2 separate regions of the Sus scrofa genome follow, and region 2 is linked to region 1. Evidence: chromatin contacts called from public HiChIP or PLAC-seq data. All regions are on one chromosome and are shown on one strand. Each heading gives the region's core, a stretch centred on a gene start, on an enhancer-like site or on the middle of the called end of the contact. The rest is flanking DNA. Distances are from core to core; before and after follow the strand shown.

The links. HiChIP or PLAC-seq counts read pairs in DNA pulled down with a chosen protein or histone mark.
Region 2: a contact with region 1 is called in an H3K27ac HiChIP or PLAC-seq map of skeletal muscle, with 2.1 times the contacts expected there. The contact joins two enhancer-like sites. A contact is called at or near these places in 7 of 47 Hi-C or Micro-C datasets (embryonic fibroblasts, fetal skeletal muscle, fibroblasts and 3 more) and 1 of 2 datasets of contacts at active chromatin or transcription factors (skeletal muscle).

What each region holds. Positions count from the first base shown.
Region 1 is chr5:11,901,868-11,908,621 of Sscrofa11.1, forward strand. It overlaps a transcript of RBFOX2 not described here. Among named protein-coding and RNA genes, the nearest start is that of RBFOX2, 96 kb to the left of the region's middle. Within about 2 kb of position 4,439, at least 34 of the 83 cell types and tissues checked have an H3K27ac peak or open chromatin away from gene starts, as enhancers often do. A contact at or near this core is called in fetal skeletal muscle and skeletal muscle, where this site is marked.
Region 2 is chr5:11,945,575-11,951,872 of Sscrofa11.1, forward strand. No RefSeq gene overlaps it. Among named protein-coding and RNA genes, the nearest start is that of SYN3, 69 kb to the right of the region's middle. Within about 2 kb of position 3,782, at least 20 of the 83 cell types and tissues checked have an H3K27ac peak or open chromatin away from gene starts, as enhancers often do. A contact at or near this core is called in fetal skeletal muscle and skeletal muscle, where this site is marked.

The DNA of each region.
Region 1 (6,754 bases), core at 3,189-5,688:
CGAGCCAAAGTTTGGTTTGTTGCTGTTAAGACAATTTTTGTTGTGTGTGTGTATATATATATATTTTAGTTGGGGTGGGGGATGGGACGTGGGGCTCTCACAGGTCTAGGGAATGAGGGCAGGGAGGATAATTTTCCTTTCTTTCTTTTGCTGTTGTTTTAAGGGAGAGCTTTTACTGACTCAAGAAACAGAGAAATTTTGTGTCCTGTTCAAATAGGGGCCATTCTCACAAATGGCAAGCCACGACTCAGTGGAGACAAGGCCAAATTCTAAATGTTGTATCTGTAGCAGGAGAGGGAAATCGGGCAGTGAGTCCAAGAATGTTCTATCTATTCTTTTTTCCAAAAAGAGGTAAGGATGATGGGAAAGGCAGAGAAGGCAGCTCCCACAGCCCCCAAGAGCGGCCGGAGCCTGAGCGCTTGTGCATTTCAGTTCAGCTGGTTCTGGCTGAGGACTCCTTAGGCAGGCTCCGTGGTTTCCAGCGGGCCTCTGCTGCATTTCCAGGGCTGGTTTTAACACTGCTTCCTTCGGCTCCCTGTACTAAGGACTCCGTAGAGCCCCGCTTGTTATTAAAGGGCCCTTGGTTTTCAGTGTCAGCACTGAGAATCCAGGCTCTCAGAGCGCCTCGGTTTGATGGTCTCAACCTCCCCATCCGCCTTTGAACTTCGAGACTCCGTACAGGCAGTTTCATCAGAGGCAGGTTCTTCACAGCATCCGTGCTTGTTTATTCCTGACTCTGGTTCCCATTGGACTAAGACACAGAGTCAGAAGAGAGTTGGGCATCTTGGGAGTTTGTTAGAGGATGTGCTGGTGGATGATTCCAAAAACCCTCTCGATGCCGAGTCACAGTACGTGAATTTCGACAGCTCTGCTCCAGGCATGAGGCGGACGGACTTCTCTCCCGAGCATCTCAGTCTTAGAGGCCAGGCTCCTTGCAGGAGGCCTCTGGGGAGACCTTCATGTGCACACCCCTCTTTCAGCCCAGAGAGCCGCCCTTAGCGCTTCTTCAGAATTCCTTACATTACCTAGTTCGACTCCCACCAACCCCCGTCAGCTGTTGTGAGTCATCATTTTTAAGGCTCTCAGGTTTTGCAAAACCTACCCTCCTCCTCCTCCTCCACAGCCACAGTTGGCGTTGAACCAGTTTTACTTCCCCTTGAAAAAGAAGGGGGCTGGGGCTCAACTCTTAGTTCAAGGGGAGCTAGTGGAGAGCAACTCCACAGACATCGACAATTAGCTTTTCCTCGACAGAGTGACTCCTCAGGGGCTGAACTGCTCTTAGTTTAGTTCTACTTTCCTAGAAACAATAGCAGCTAAGTCAGTGAGCCACCACCACCCTCTAACTAGTCACGGAGCTTCCAGACGTGAGGGAGGCCTAAGCCCGGGATGGAAGCCACCCCAAGGGTCTGCAGGAAGGGCTGGAGTGCCCCCTTCCCCCTGGCAGGAGGCCGAGGCCGCGTGAGGAAGCCCAGAGGCGCTGTAAGGAGGGAAGGGGGCACCGTCGGGGCGGCCCCCCTTTCACCAAGTCCAGCCGCTTCTCTGCCGCTTGCAACCCTCTCACACAGTAACATTTGCAAAATCGCAGATTTGTTTCCCCCGGATAATAGGAGGCAAGGGACTTTGGGGGGTGGGGAAGGGGTAGTGGTGTTTTAAAAGCATAAGTTACCTGTTTGCACTGTTTTAAGATAGGAAAACATAGTGGGCAAGGTGAACATCCAACGTGATTTGTGTGTTTTTATTTTGTCATGCTCTTGAAAATGTTTGACCATTTGTAGTATACACCAGTGAAACTTGATTCTCTGTTGCATAAAACACTTTTTTAAAATTTTTTTTATTTTATTTTTTTGGAAATGTTACTGTCCAAAAGCCTCTTCCCTCCGTCCCCCTCTCCCCGTGTACTTCCTTCATACTTGCTTTACTGATGAGCCGGGCAATAGCCACCCGAAAGCTAGAGCGTGAAGCAGGGCCCTTTCCAAGTAGACTCCGGGTGTCCTAAGCCAGCGTGCGCCCCCTGGTTTAGTGAGTGCAGTGAGTCCCCAGCACCTGCCTTTCAAACGCGGCGTGCACACCAGCCTAGGCAAGTTCTCAAATTCCGAATCAAATGCACGAGGAGCCAGGAGCCGAGGGCTGGAGGGGATTCCTCAAGTCCTGCCAGTCGCCCGTGGTAGCTAGTTCTTCTCCCTGTTACCGGGTCTGTAACCAGTTACAGTTCACTCAGGAAAACGGTAGATCAATTCAGCCATGGTAGTGCTGGTTGGCAGGGACTGGTAACGGAGAGAACCGCTCGGCAGCCACAACTCAAACCCTGCCTTTAAGGAGACTGCCGGCCGGGGCGCTGGGTCCCCGCCTGGCAGGGACACACCCGCCGGTGTCGGGAGGGCCCAGCTCCCTGGCCAGCGAAAAGGGAGCATGGCTTCTCTTTTCTCTCCCCGCCCCCTGCCCGTTACCAACGCCAGAGTCCCAGGGGGTACAGAAGTTTTTGCATTTTTTAAACATTTTTTGGTTTGGTTTTTCCGGGGACTGATACATGCTTTAAGCAATGTCGACACCCCATCAAGACCCCCAGCCTAGTCATTTTCTTGTATTTTTTCTGTTCACAGTATTTTTGTGTGTGTGTGTGCTTGTTTTGGCAGCTCATTTTTGGCTGTATTATATATCGAGTGACGAATTGATCTTTTTTTTTTTTTTTTGGCCCCCCCTAAGGGATATGAATTGTTTCTTTCTTGTGTTATAATTCTGCTTGTGAATAGCTGGAGCAAACCTGGGACTGACACACGTAAGCCAGGGCTGCAAAGTGCCCAGAGAGCCAGTTGAGTTTCCTTGTCCCAGACAGGCGGACCTACTGAGTCTCTGAGCTTTTCAGCCCAGATCTTTGCAAGGCTAGAAATGCCACCGACCCCCCCCCCAACTTTTCCCCCCATCCCCGCCCCCATGGCAGGGATGGAACCATCCCTACATGCCACATGCAGTTTCTCCGGCCCCCTCCCGTTGCCATGGCAAAACAGGTACCTTTGGGGCACGGGGCATCACATGGGATGCTTGTGTTATCAACCACCTCACCTTCCTCCCCTCCTCACCCCCCCCCCAGAATCACTTCCTAGGACACCCGAGCTGCTTGCCCAGGGTCCTGTTTCCCTGCAGCCTCCAGAGAAGCACCCAGGGCTTTGTGACAGTCTCTACTCCCCTCCCCTTCTTGTTAAGAATCATATTGTATAGTAGCTTTCAGACCATACAGTATTCATTGGGTTATTCCTATTATTATCAAGTAGCTGGAATTGTGAAGGTCGGAGTAGTTAGAGCTTTAGCTTTTATTCCTTATTTTTTTGTATTACTATCCATGTGTATAAATTATTGATCATGTTGCTGGCTTTTATAAACTCTAAGCGAAGGAGGAGCACCGCCTCTGCCTTTGCAAATGGTAATGAAGCACTGTTTTTAAATAAAAGAGAGAAACACCATTCTCTGGCCTGCTTGTGTTGGTGCTACGAGACGTTGCCTCCTCCTGCAGCTCAAAGATGGAACTTGGATTTGACTTGTAAGATGGAAAAAAGGCGGCGAAGGCACCGCTCCCCCGAAGAGGTGAGGGGGTGGGAAACGCAGCCCAAGGCCGGGGCCTCGGCGCCCGCCCTTTGGCTCCTCCAGCCCGGGAGCTCCGGCCCTGGCAGGGGCTGCTTCCCCGCTGCTGCCTCTCAAACCTGCAGCTCCGCTTCCCCTGCATCCGCTCCTGGCGGGCGCGCCGCCACGCTCCCCAGGGGGCGCTCTCCCTGTCACCTCTGCCCCGGCTCCCACTGCCACCGAGGCTCCTGGGCCTTTGGGCTTCTTCAGCCACCCCCTCCTGCGTTCGTTTCCCTGCCAGTAATTCCCAAATCTCTGAAATTCCCCCTGAATCTCCGACTCCCAAATGCACGCAGTCACCTCTCTTCCTAGTTCCGGGCGGAGGGGTGGACCGTCCCCATCCCCCTTCTGCTACCAGACCTAGACCCCTGCTGGAACCCACTCCCGTCCCTCCCCGTCCTTCCCGTTCGGCCGGGAGAGGCGGCTTCCGTCGGGAGCTGACCCCACACCTGCGCACCCGCCGTCCTTCCCACCTTCTCGGGAGCTTGGCCCCTACGTCCCTCCCTCCTGGAGGCGAGCGTTCTCCTTCTTCTAGTCCCTGTGGCGTCGAAACCTGCAAATCATTTCGCACGATCCCAGCCCTCCCCTTCGTGACACACTTCTGGAATGCGTTTCAGCAGCCAGTTCCCGGCTCTTCGCCCCGAGGCCGCCCGGCCTCTCCCTCCAGGCCCCTGAAGCTGCCCCCTGTGACAGCGGATGGCGCTTCCCCGGGCGCCGGACCTTCCCAAGGGACGCAGATGGCGACAGGCCCAGGGGAGCGAGTCCCTCCGCTGCTGCCCGCTCCAAAGCTGGCGGGTCTGGCCTGGTCCCTTCCGCCGCAGCAGCCCCGCCTGGTCTGCTCTCCACACCCGCTGCAGTAGTAACTGGATCCTGTCCGGCCCTGTGCAAGGAGTGGTCCCCGTCCTTATTCGGGCTCTGAGGTCCTGCGGACCGCGCTCCCCGATAGTTTATCCCCCACGGGTCTCCTTGCACCAGATCGGAAGCGCCTGGAGGCCGGCTGCTTTGTTTTGTTCACTCCAGTGTCTGCAACGTACAAGCATAAATAATGCAGGGTGATACCCGCCCTCCCCGAATGGCCACCCCTGGTGATGCAGGGGATGCCGAGCGCCCCTCCCCGTGCTCTCCCACCCTCTTCATCTTCCTGGCAACCCCGTGGCAGGTGCTGGGAGGCCTCTTGCGGGTCCCCGGCGCCCAGGCTTCCTGCTGGCTGCACCAGGCAAGCCAAGCCCAGACTGCGCTTTCCCAGGACTTTTCTGGGGGTGGTGTTTACAGCGCGTAATCTTGAGGAAAGAGGGGTGTGTCCTGGGACAAAGATTCCACCTGCTCTGGAAGCATGGCTGCGCCTGGCTCAGGGCCCCTCAGCCGCAGAATGCGGGGTGCCGCACCCATTCCTCGGTATCCACAGTCCCCCCCTCCCCCCGCCTCCACCCACATATTGATTGATGCTCACGCTGTGATGGACGGGGTGATAAATTCCTCTGACTTTGCCCCTGACCCAGAGTCCATGAAACAGCAATAGCTGCAGTCAACAGCTGCAAAAGCAGCGATGGAATTCCAGACCCAGCAGTGTTATTGCACGTGAAAGAGCAGGGAGCCGAGGAGAGAGGCGATGCCCTTTCACAGGGGTGGGCAGCGGCAGAACTGGGGTGCCAGCATCCGTGGTGCCCTTCCCTTCAGAGCGCTGGTATTACTAGGGCTTCCCAGGCAGAAACCCGAGAGCTGGCATTTGGTCCTCTCTCTAGCTGCCCCCCCAGCCCCTTTTATAGGGTCTTCTTCCTCCACCTCTTCCCTCAGAAGGGTTCCCCAGGTAGAACTCGCTCCCTCCAGTCCCCTGAAAAGGCCAATTCTGCCTTGAGACTAAAGGCAGAGTCCATAAAGCTCTGCAAAGTCTAGGCCTGCCCAGCTGCCATCCCAGGCTCCTAACATTCAATATGTTGGCATCATCTTTCTATCCAACTCTTCATTTCCCTCGATCGGTAAAGTGGGGCAAGAGTTAACAATAACCATGTTAAAACACTAAAGGATAAAGAAAGAAAATGGGGGGAAAAATCTTGCTCAAAAGAAGGTGCCCCACCCCCTTTGCCTTGGGCGTGTGCAGATTCTTGGTCACCTTTTGCTCTTGCATTGGCTGGTTCTCCTGAGCCCAGCGCCGGATTCTAACAGCACCCCTGGAGTTCTCTGGTAGCCTAGTGGTTAAGGACGCATAGGCGTTTTCACTGCTGTGGCCTGGGTTCGATCCCTGGCCCAGGAATTTCCACAGACCTGGAACATGGCCAAAAAATAAAAATAATAGTCCCTCTGTGACTCAGCAGTTAATGAACCCGACTAGGATCCATGAGGATGCTGGTTCAATCCCTGCCCTTGCTCAGTGGGTTAAGGATCTGGCGTTGCTGTGAGCTGTGGTGTGGGTCGAAGACGCAGCTCGGCTTGGACCCTGAGTTGCTGTGGCTGTGGAGTAAGCCAGCAGCTGTAGCTCCAATTCGACCCCTACCCTGGGAACCTCCACATACCTCCAGTGTGGCCCTAAAGTAGAAAAATAATAATAAAAATAATAGCAAGATCCCCCTGTGGCACAGAGGGATCGGTGGCATCACTTCTGCAGCGTCAGGATGCAGGTTCAATCCCTGACCCGGCAAGTGAGTTAAAGGATCCCACGTTACTGCAGCAGCTTGGATCTGATCCCTGGCCAAGAATTCAAAACTCCATTTGCTGCAGGGCCCTGCGGCCAAAAAAAGGGAAGAAGAAAAAAAAAAAAAAAAAAGCTCTCCTGACTCTAGGACAGCTCGGCAACCCCCGAGCTCCCTGTTGGTGTCACAGAATTGCCTGTCGGTGTGGGAAATCCTGCACACCTGTGCACAGACACACACACCCCTTGGAATTAGGTCCAGAAACCCAAAAGACGAGGCATCTTGGTTTTCAGCCCTTGCTGATATCATGCCAGCGGCCTCCCCTGAAGATACACTCACTGCCCCCTACCACCTGTGACCTCCAGCAAAGTGCAGGTGAGACCGCGTCCATTCAAATGACTGAAGAAGCTAAGCTCAGCAGACCATGAACTGGTCCTCTTTTTAAAAAATTCTTTAATTTGAACATAACTATTAGCTCCTCTTTCCGCTTCATAAAACAGTATTTCACATCT
Region 2 (6,298 bases), core at 2,532-5,031, 43 kb after region 1:
CAGCCGCTGCAGGTGCCACCCTACGAAAGAAAAAAAGACAAAAGCGGAGGAGGGAGAGAACTCGCTCCCTGCCTGACTCCTTGAGCTGAGGGGCTGGTCTTTTCTTGCCTGTGGATGAAGACTTACGTCTCCAGTTCTGATTTTGAGGCTTTTGCTCTCCAGATGGAACCTCACCACAGATTCTCCTGGGTCTGCAGCTCACCAACTATAGATCGGGCACTTCACAGCTCAGAAATGCACGAGCCGATTCCTTATAATAAATTTCTTCATTGCACATATGAAGAATATATGTGATATATAGGATATAGATTATGTATTTATGTATGTATAGATACATATATATGCATGTGTCTGTGTATATGCATGTGTGTTTATATGTATTATGCATATGTATGTATGTGTACACACACACACACACACACACGTCCTATTTGTTCTGTCTCGCAGGAGAATCCCAACATAGCAGCATTCAGTAGCTATTTGTAAAATGAGCAAACGACTGAATGCATGTAACTGGCTTCAGGCGTGGTTCCTTCAGGGTTCTACTCATTCTGTTTCTCTGTTCTCTGGTCTCTGTTTGATTTTGTTCTTCAGGCTAGAGGCCCCCTGCTGTGCCAGGTTCCCTTCCTCCTTATTTGGCCATGTCTGCCCCAGAGGTCTGGCAGAAACGGCCCAGGGAAGAATCTGATTTGCCTGGCATGGGCCCTCGTGCCCATCTCTGAACCAGTCGCTATAGTCAGCCAAATGCGATGAGTTCCCAATGGGCAAGAACGGAGAGGGAGCTAGGGAGACAAAAGAACAAACGTCCATAACAGAGGGCTTCCTGGAGGAGGCGGCCTTTGAGTCTGGCCTTAGAGAATGGTTAGGACTTGGCCATGATGTCCGGGCTTTCTACAACTGAATCCTGTCCTCCTGTCCAGCCTCACCTCCTGTTCCTCACCCCCCTGCACCCTATGATCCAGCCATTCCCTGCTTCCTAAGCCCAGTCCCTGACTTATTATTATTATTATTATTACTTTTAATGTCTTTTTAGGGCTGCTTTTGTGGCATATGGAAGTTCCCAGGCTAGGGGTCAAATTAGCTGTAGCTGCTGGCCTACCCCACAGCCACAGCAATGCGGGATCCGAGCCACATCTGCGACCTACACCACAGTTCACGGCAACGCCGGAATCCTTAACCCACGGAGCAAGGCCAGGGATCGAACCTGTGTCCTCATGGATACTAGTCAGATTTGTTTCTGCTGAGCCACCACGGGAACATCCCAGTCCCGGTTTCGACGCTGCTATGCCTTTGTCCACCTTCCTGCCTATAGCTAATACTCCCTTATTTTTCAGACACAAGGAGCATTCTACACACCCCTGAAGTGCCACAGCCCCTGACAAGGAAGAGGCACTCGGCAAATATCGTTGAGCGAATTAATGAATGAGTTACTTTTAATCAACCAGTGGATAAAAATCCTTCTTCCCTTGGAGCTATAATAAGAGTCATATTTAATGTTCTGCTGGGACCAGGGGGATGGGGGCCTGGAAGAAGGTGTCTACATGATGCTGGGGCTCTGCAAGGAGGCCTTCCTGGAGGAGGTGCCATGTGAAAAGGTTGGCTTTGCACAGCTGAGGATGAGTAGGGGAAGGTGAGTCCACAAGACTTGAAACAGGAATGTCACATGGTTCGGTCAAGGGCAGAATGGCAGGAAAGAGTCTTTCTTTGGGGTTAGGTATCAAGCTTGTGTTGGCCTTTGTTGAAAGAAAATCTCTCGGTGGGGAGATGGGAGGGGTTGAATTCCACCAGTGACCCTTCAGACAGGTCAGGAGGGAAAATGATACCCAGGACAACTACATTTTGAGAGAGGGGCAAGTGGACAGAAAGTTCTAGAACCCAGGGTAAGTTTCCAAGGCACTCCAGCTAAGTCAAAGGCAGAAGGGGATCCTAGGCCCTCGGGAAAGAGGTCCTAAGTGCTTATGCATATACGTATATATGTGTGTAGGCAAGGTGCACACTTGACAGTTTACAAAGGAATTTCCCATCTGTTATTTACCTGATCCTGGGTGGTAAGCATTCCCTTATTCAGCATATATTTATCAAGTGCCTCCTGCTGACGGTGATCTAAATGAACCTCCTTAACAAAGGACTGGGAGCCGTGCTGGGCCCTGGCAGGCCAGCAGTGCATGCTTGTGGTGTGGTGCTAGGAGTGGGGTTGGTATAGCTGCTATTATCAGCATGAACTTGGCTTTGGACCAGACAGTGCACAGACAAGACATGTTCTCATGAGCCTCCCAGGCCATCAGGGAGAGGGACCTTATTCACCGATTACCTAACATAGTAAAAACTCTAAACATTTCAACTCAGATATTTGAAAAAAGGTGGCTTATTTATTACTGAGACCAATAGCCCGCATGTGCATGAAGTGTTTACTCAATCTTGTACCAGGCATAGCTTTAGGTATTTTACCTAGTTTAAATGTCACCCGAGGAGGTAGGTACTGTTACGAGTACCATGTAGCGGATGAAGAAACTGAGCCACAGAGAGGTTAAGTAACTTGCCTGAAGTCACCCAGCAAGCAAGCAATGAGACCAGAGTTCAAACTCAGTAGTCTGACTCCAGCATCTATCTCCGCCCCCTCTTTTTTAGGGCCACACCTGTGGCATATGGAAGTTCCTGGGCTAGCAGTCATATCAGAACAGCTGCCAGCCTATGCCACAGCCACAGCACGGCCAGATCCAAGCTGCATCCATGACCGACGCCACAGCTTTCAGCAATGCTGGATCCTTAACCCACTGAGCGAGGCCAGGTGGATACCAGTCGGATGCTTAACCCGCTGAGCCACAATGGGAACAGAATCTATTTCCTTGACGCCTGTGCTATATTACCTCTTGCTTGTAAGCCCCCTGCTCTGTGTGGGGGGGCAACTTAGATGAGCCAATTAATGGGATCGCAATATTTTCTCGTGCTTGTACCTCTGGTTACACACACACACACACACACACACACACACTTTGCCCTTACCGCTGTGCTTTCTCCTCTCCAGGATGGTACCCAGGTACAAGGGAGGAGAGAGGAGACAGGAGATGTGCCCCTGGATAGGACCAGCTGAAAAATATATTATTTAATAATTTTACAGGGAGTTCCCATCATGGTGCAGCAGAAATGAATTTGGCTAACATCCATGAGGATGCAGGTTTGATCCCTGGCGTCGCTCAGTGGGTTAAGGATCCAGCGTTGCCATGAGCTGTGGTGTAGGTCACAGACGCGCCTCGGCTCTAGCATTGCTGTGGCTGTGATGTAGGCGGGCGGCCACACCGCTGATTCGACCCCCAGCCTGGGAACCTCCATATGCCGAGGGTGCGGCCCTAAAAGACAAAAAACATTTTTTTCCGACCATTATGCAGTTTACAGCTACAACTGTGAATCTTGCTACATAGGCCGACCAAGCGAGTCTAGAAGCTGGTCTTGTTGGTGAGGCAGGCCTCTGTGAAGGAGAGACTGGCACGATGAAGGGAAAACCACTCCAGGCCAAGGTGGTCCGAGAGAGGCCGACCCGGGAGTGGGACCAAACTGCGCCCACCGGCTCCTACTACCAAAGTCAGAGACCCAGAGGTGCCGCCCCAACAGCCCAAGTGGTTCTGGGACAGGACGGAGCACCTGCTCTAACTCGGAGCTCCCCCAACCCTAAGACTCCCCAGAGAAGCAAACCCTGGCTGCCCCACGAGCCGGCACAACTGTTTGCCTTGGCTTCTCTGGGCTGGGCTATGGTGACTAATTTTAACTGACCCTGCTGATTCATCGGGGACGGCGGAGCACCCCTCCCCCACCCCACCCACCGCGCCCCAAGCCACAACCACAGGGCCTGCTGAAGCGCGGCCAAAATTCTTCAAGTTCAAAGTCATTCCCGATCCAAGCTCCAAGCCCACATTCCAACCACAACCATGACCAATCCCTTGCACAGAATTTCTGACCCGGCTAAACGGATCTTCTCAGGGTTTCCTGACTATTCACAAGCATTCCTGCTTCCCTCTCTCTCTGACCACCCTCCAGCTCTCTATTCAGATGTCGCCTTTTCTTTTTTCTTTTCTTTTTGGCTTCTTCCTTGGCATGCAGAAGTTCCTGGGCCAGGGATCATCAAACTGGCACCACAGCAGTGACCCGAGCTGCTGCAGTGACAAGGCTGGGTCCTTAACCCACTGCACCACAAGGGAACTCCCTGCCTTTCTCATCATCACAGAGGGTGCTAGCCCTCGCCCCTGCCCCTCTCCCCATCACCCAAGTATTTTATCAGTGGTCATAAATCTTACCTGGAGGAGGGTGATCCAAACAACTTTAACAAATCCAGAGCATCTCTGGATCTGGCAGGTATTACAGCATGACTTATAGGAATATTTCATTCCCAGTTCCTCTTCCTCATCTCTCCACTAAATTATAAACCATTTTATCACCTCGGGCCATGAGTGTGGCCGACACAATACTGTGTGTCCCCCAAGCCCACTTCACTTCCCCCAGGTCTATGGAGATTTCATTCCCGCCTCGTGGCGGTGACCTGGCTATGGGATATGGCTGGAAAGGATGAGTCTCCCTCTCAGATACAGTCTTCTGCTGTTTACTTGCTGGATATGGAGGGATCAGTGGTCTCTGAAGTCCTTGGAGATGGAGGCTGGGTCCCTGAATCACTGTGTGGAGCAGAGTCCTCCCCCCAACTTGTACTGGATAGTGAGGTGAAGGAGAACTAGACCCATGCAGCCACCATGAAGACCTAATAAGGGAGTGCCCATCATGGCTCAGCAGAAAGGAATCTGACTAGTTTCCTTGAGGACACGGGTTCAATCCCTGGCCTCACTTAGTAGGTTAAGGATATGGCATTGCCATGAGCTATGGTGTAGGTTCTAGACGTGGCTCAGATCTGGTGTTGCTGTGGCTATGGCATTGGCCAGGGGCTACAGCTCCAACTCCAACTCAACCCCTAGCCTGGACACATCGATATGCAGTGGTGTGGCCATAAAAAGACAAAAAAAAAAAAAAAAAAAAAAGATCTAGTAAGCCACCGAGAGTTGGGGGCTGTTTGTTACAGCAGCTAGTGCTGTAATATACAAATGTACCCATATTTGTGGTTCAGCCCTCACCCAGGCCTGGTGCATAAGAAGTCTTGAACATTTGTCTTCACTTCCCACCTGGCTTCTCTCCCATCCCATCCTCCATAGGCAGACCTGACCCTGTCACTCCCCTCTCCATAATCTCTCAGGGCCCCCATCACCCTTGGAAGACTCCTTCTCCAGCTCCTCTTCCCTTCCCAATCTTAAATGTTGGGGGTGTTCCTTGGGGTCCTTCTCTTCTCTGCTCCCCTCTGGGGCTCTCTGCTACTTCCACGACACTGACAGCTCAGCCCTGGCCCTCTGTTTGATGGGGCAAACTGAGCGCTTGGGACAAAGCTCCAAATGGCTAGATAAATCCAGGGTGTTCTGTGCTGCAGCTCCAGGAGGGGGTGGTTGTGAGGGCAAGGCATCTCTTAACGGGATCAGGGCATTAATTCTCAAGGAATAAGTCCAAGTCACGCTCAAGGAAAGAACAAGAATATCTCCTGTTTCCCAAAGGGTTTGTTTGTTTGCTTGCTTGCTTTTTAGGGCTGCACCTGTGGCATATGGAAGGTCCCAGGCTAGGGGTGGAATTGGAGCTGTAGCTGCTGGCCTACACCACAACTACAGCAATGTGGGATCTGAGCTGCATCTGTGAGCTATGTGTCTACACCACAGCTCACAGCAACACCTGACCCTTTAACCTGCTGAGTGATCAAACCTGCATCTTCCTGGATACGAGTCAGATTCCTTTCCCCTGCACCACAACGGGAACTCCCCAAAGGGTTTTTTAAGAAAGAAATTACTCTTTGCTGGGGTGAGTTGTGTTTAATATTTGAAAGACTGGGGGAGGGGGCCGCTGCAGCCTGGGACTGTGGGTGGATCGTTCACTTTATTTCCAGGCTTCCACTGCCCTGTCCCGGGAAGCAGACCCCATGGCCTCCTTCCTGGAAGAGATTTCAGTAGCTAAGACCTGGGCTTTGGTTGTTTTTAAAAGGAGGGGAAGAGGAATTTGGAAAGGAGTGGGCGGAGAGGGTAGGGGACACTGCTGCAAGATGCTGGAGAGAGACAAAAGCAGCAGGGGTGAGGTGGGACCGCCCAGGGGGGCCCTGCCTTCCTTCTTCCCCTGCGAGGGTCCGCCAACCGGAAGTAACCCCCTCTGTGCCTTCTCCACGCCCTTGGCTGCCTTGGGGAAAGCAGGGGTGTGGCCTTGGGGATGCTGGGCCGGGGAAGGGTGC